2 separate regions of the Arachis hypogaea genome follow, and region 1 is linked to region 2. The links are chromatin contacts, called in public Hi-C maps. All regions are on one chromosome and are shown on one strand. Each heading gives the region's core, a stretch centred on a gene start, on an enhancer-like site or on the middle of the called end of the contact. The rest is flanking DNA. Distances are from core to core; before and after follow the strand shown.

The links. A called contact is a pair of places that touch in the nucleus more often than the background predicts.
Region 1: a Hi-C map of leaf shows a contact between it and region 2, with 4 times the contacts expected there. The contact joins the enhancer-like site here to the promoter of LOC112726938 in region 2. A contact is called at or near these places in 5 of 8 Hi-C or Micro-C datasets (leaf and an unstated tissue).

The regions. Positions count from the first base shown.
Region 1 is chr12:14,068,456-14,071,155 of arahy.Tifrunner.gnm2.J5K5, reverse strand. It overlaps the pseudogene LOC112726939. Among protein-coding and RNA genes, the nearest start is that of LOC112731452, 17 kb to the right of the region's middle. Within about 2 kb of position 1,390, at least 1 of the 3 cell types and tissues checked has open chromatin away from gene starts, as enhancers often do.
Region 2 is chr12:13,990,896-13,993,595 of arahy.Tifrunner.gnm2.J5K5, reverse strand. LOC112726938 (lysine-specific demethylase JMJ31) reads left to right here and starts at 1,378. Exons shown (of 15, transcript XM_025776514.3): 1 at 1,378-1,553; 2 at 1,640-1,717; 3 at 1,817-1,934; 4 at 2,243-2,410; 5 at 2,512-2,580; 6 at 2,686-2,700. The coding sequence starts at 1,881.

The DNA of each region.
Region 1 (2,700 bases), core at 141-2,640, 78 kb before region 2:
AGTAACCATGTTGACAAATCAAAAACTAATGGTAAAACAAACACTAGCAATCTCGCGAAAATCTAAATTATTCAAGAGACATACACACACGCACACATGCACACAAAGATAACTGCCATGGCTTTAAGAACAAACGGGACTCTGCTTTCTCTACCCAGCAATAATCCTTTGCCTTAAATTAAGCTAACAAAACTTCTTACAGCTTAGAATTGACAACTCAAGTCAATGGCAGAAAATAGAAAGCTAAGTTAATAAAGGATTTTGGAAATAAGCCCATAACCCTTCATACTTCCCACAAAATACCAATTACAGAAGTAAACTGTCTGAATAAAGTTTTCTAGGAAAGGTAAATCCACAATTCTCTCTCCTTTCCCTTCCATTCTTCACAAGCAAAACTCGAAGCCAATGTAATAGCCAAGCTCAAATCCTCCCACTCAAACAACAGAATACAATTTCCATTGCTTAAACTCAACCAAACAACTACTAGCACATCTGAATCATACTTATTTTCAACTCAAAATAGCTCATAATCAAATGCATTTGAATCAAACTTCACACTGAGAGAGATTTAGCCAAAAACTATATTTAACACACAAAAAATAAAATAAAATAAGAAGTGAAGTATCAATCCTCTAGCCTGACTAAAACAAAGCATTCCTTAACTAATTATTCAAAGATTTACATTAAGGAAAAGTAAAATAGTGCTAAAAGAAGAATGTTGATGCGGAACAAACCTGGAAGGAGAGAGAGGAGAGATTTGCGAAGCTGAGAAGGCATTGTGGTTAGGAGAAGACGAAGGAAGAGATGTAGGGGAAGAAGCAGAAGGAAAAGAAGCGGAAGCTGAAGCAGAAGCTGAAGAAGAAGAAACAGAGGGCGGCGATTGAGTGAAGCCAACCTTCTCTCTGAAGTCCTTAAGCAACGTCCCCCATTTCATCGTTCTCCTACCTCTCGATCCTTCAAACACATCAACAACACAGTTAATTTCAACAGATCCACAACAACAACATGAAAAAAGGAAGAAAATCTGCGATTATTACAGCTCCGAATGCGTTCAACCGTGCCGATTCAAAAAATAAAAATGGCAGGGAAGGTTCAGCGCCAACCGAGATCCGCCACCACCACCACCAGATTGCGATTCGAAATCCCTCCAGATTCGTGAAAAAATTGAAAGTTCTTCGCGGCGTTTTTTTTTTCTTTCTTTTTCTTTGTTCGTTCTTCTCTTCCCTAATTTTTTACTATCATTTTAATTTTTTCAGGTTTCTTTCTTCTTCCTCGTCGTCGTCGTTGAGGTCTTCGATCAATCTAGCTTCCTCTAATTTCTCGGAAAATGTTTCGCAGCCCTAGAAAGCGGAGGGAGAAGAGAAGAAGAGAGCTAAAAACGAAACGGTGTTTTTTTTTTTTCTTTTTTTTTTCTTCTTTTGTGAGAGGTACTGATGTTTGTTCGTTTGTTGAGAGAGAAAATAATTAAATTGGAAAAAAGAAAAAAGAAAATAGGAAGAAGAAGAAGAAGAAAAATAAAGTAAAAAAGGAAAATGGAGAATTTTTTGGAAAAAAAAATTAAAATTGTTGCTGGGACGGCCTCTTTTTTTTTTTTTTTCTTCAACCTATTTCGCTTTTGTGTTTTGCTGATGGTATTTATATGTGCGAGTTTAGTGTGTGTTTTTTTTTCTGGTACAGTTTTTCTTGTTCTCTTTTCACTCCCTTTGTCCATGTCAGCATAGGGTCCACGAATTGGAGGGATCCACGTGGAAGCCCGTGATTGAAGGGAGCAAACGTGAAAGCCTCTTCTCTCTTACTTTGTTGGCGTCTTTGGTCTGCATGAGATTTGGTCTTCAAAGATTATAATATTAAGTTTGACATTTGATTTGTGGCCTGTCCCATGTTGTTGATTTGCACTTTCCTTTTTAATTTAAGAATTTAATTTTCATATTAATATAAAATAATTTTATACCTTAGTAAAAGTAGTTATCTTTTATGTTTATCATGTAAATAGTCTTTAAAAAACAAATATAAATTAATAAATATGCAATAAGTTTTACACTATTAATATATTATATTAAATTCTTAAAATATTACTGATTAATTAATTCAGTCTTCTATTACATTCTGTCAAGAATTTATAAATCTACCATTTCAATCATTAAATACTTATATGGAATTTTTTTTTTCTTATGGAGCTATAAATTTATTATAAAGTTTTTCAAAAATATAACTGTCATATATATTACTCTTATTAATTAAGTAATATTAAAGATTATCATTTATTGGGAACTATTTTATGAGCTAGACCAATAATAATAATAATAATAATAATAATAATAATAATACAATGACATTTTTTTCTTATTTAAGGTTTATCTCATTTTCTTTATTTGTAAGTTCCTGTAGGATATATAATTATACATTTTGATATAGATTTTTTTAGGAAATTTTTTTCTATAATATCTTTTAGTTACAGACCAAAGACTGATCTATCAAAAATTTAAATTTTATTTATAAATTTATTATTGACCAATAAATTACTACATATATAAAATAGAATTTAAATTTTTAATACTTATTTAAGCGGATCATTCTACCAGCCATGGATTTGTTAATAATGCTTAGGAGAGGCATTATTTCAAAGCAGATTAAATTACATTAAATTTCTTAAAGACAGCCTTGTGAGTTATGTGACGTAGATAGGTTCCTTTTCTTTGG
Region 2 (2,700 bases), core at 129-2,628:
TACTTAGAAGATACTTTAACCTAAAGTAGAACACAAAACACAGGGCCAACTTTCACTTAGCTTAATACATAAAGCTTAGTTAGAATGAAACCACTTGGTATTGTTTTAGAATGTTGATATATGATTGAAGGACTTAGTCATAAGGTTTGTGCGTAATATTATTATTATAGCTTAAACTAATAATAAATATATCTATCAAGTGACGGTTCAATAATGCATAAAGAAACCGTTAATTATGATCAGCTTAACATTGATCACCTAAAGAATAAACATTATTATATGCTTCGTAAGCAACACGAACAGACACGTGAAAGAATACAAATTATTGTTAATTGTATGTTCCAAATGGTGAAGTTTGGAACAGTCAAACAATTAAGTTATTTGATGTATTCTGAGGATAATGAAGCTTACTTGTAACAAAAGAAATGGATCAGATATATACATCCACGTCATAAGCGTCTAGGCCATGTTGGCGAAAATAATTTTCTTAAACGATAAAATTGATAAAAAAATATAGAGTTTACTTTTGATGCACTAATAGTATAAAGTGTTTTATATAGTCGTACAATTATATCCGTTTTTTTAGATGACTATTCACACGATAAATGTAAAAAATAGTTATTTTTACTAATATGACATTATGTAATTAGATGTACATGTAAATTTTATACTGACAGTGGATCAAAATTAAATAATAAAAATCTAATTGTTACTAAATAATTTATATGTTTTATATTATGTGTAACTTCTACTATCTAAAATTAGAGGTAAATTAGAGTCTTGCTATATCAATTTTCAAAAACATGCATGACATATTGTTCTACATAAGAGATACAGGCATATATATTGTTCAACATAAGAGGCACGAATGTATTAAAAAAAAATTGTTATATGCACAGTAAAAATTAGTCATCAAATTAATCGCTATATATTTATGTATAAATATATCTGATATTTAATTTATTTTTAATATATATATATTATAGTAATTGATTTTTGGTACAAATATAATATAGTTGTCCTAAAAAATACCTTTTTTTTCACTCAAATTAGCATTGTTAATTTGTTACTATATAATATATTGGGTTGGTGTGTGGTTAGCTCTTATGTATGCAATAATCTATTTGGCAAGTAAAAAATTCTTAAATTGGGTTTTGATTTCTAATAGATTAGTTCTGGCCTGTTGAGTAAGGAATACCGTGAGGCGTGACCCATGTGAAACTAAAATATATTGGGATAAAGGTCACCTTTTTTTTTTCGCTTGGGTGGATAAAGGTCACCTATTGTTTTTTATTTTTGGTACATATTGGGCCAGTTTTGTAATAGACGGAGTTTTAGGTTGGGCTATTAAAGCCCAATTAGGCCCAAAATCTTTGCACACCAGCTTCAGACACTGCACACACAGAGAGTTCAGTTCAGTGCTACAATCGAAGTTGTGTGTTGAATACAGCAACGCATTAGGGATGGATGAATCCATTAGAATCCAAAGATACGAAGAGCTTCCAACCTCTAAACACTTCCAATCCTTCATTGAATCCACTAATCTTCCCGCTGTAAACATTAACCTTCTCTCTCTCCCCTACTATTATTTATTTGAATTTTAATTCATTTTTAATTAAAAAAAAAACTGAAAAAATAGGTGTTCGTTGGATGCACTAAGAGCTGGAGAGCTTTCTCTCAATGGAACCCATCCAACGGTGGTCTCAACTACTTGCAGGTTCACAACCATTCATTTATTTGAAGTTTCTATTTTATTTTATTTTGTTTTTTAAAATTCTGTGTTATGTTGAATATGAAAATAACTGAATGTGTTTAGTTTCTGGTATATGCTTGTTGAAAATGAAACCTAGGCGCGGGTAGGTTCTGCTACGGTGGAAGCTATGGTGTCACAATCTGCACCCGTCTTTTATGGTGATCTTGGAAGCCATGACCGGGTAATTTCCCACTTAATCTTGTTTTAATTTTATGGAGCGAAATTTATTTAATTCTATATGGATATGGATGTGGCTATGTAAAGTTTGAGTTTGAATTATATTTTTCAGTCTCTGTTTGGTTCAAGTGATTCAGTACTGTTAATTTTGATGTTTGACAGTTTGAGTTGTGAATGATGATTCTATTCTTATAGGGTGTTAGCTTGACTCAAACTAGATCATTCTCATTTTAGTAGATTTTAATTATTGGTGGTTGAGACTGAAAAACAAACTTTTATTTCACTTTCCCTTTTCGATTCCGTTGCTGGCAGGTTCCTCTACCGTTTTCTACCTTCATTGGTTTATGTAAGAAACGAATGCTGACGAAATGCAAGGACAAAGAAGAAGCTCTTGATCCTTGCCTTGACATGGAAAATCATGACGCAGAGTGTGGTGATTTATCCTTGGAAGGTGTTCCTGAACAAATTTATTTGGCACAGGTTGGAAATTCAACAGCAATGAGATAATATGTAATTTTGCCGATCAGTTCAAAGTGCTAAGTTCTTTTCTTTTTATTGTTTTGGGGTGAAATGTAACTTAGGTTCCAATTATGAACAGCGATCGCGAGGAGAGGGTCCAATTGGAGGCTCTAAGGGAAGACATTCAGACTGTTAGTACATTATCCAGCTATTTTGCTATGCTGTCTATATTTCGACATATCATAGCAGGAATTTTTGGTCATAGAAATCTAATTTATAATAGTTGTTTTCTGCAGCCTCCGATTTTGGAG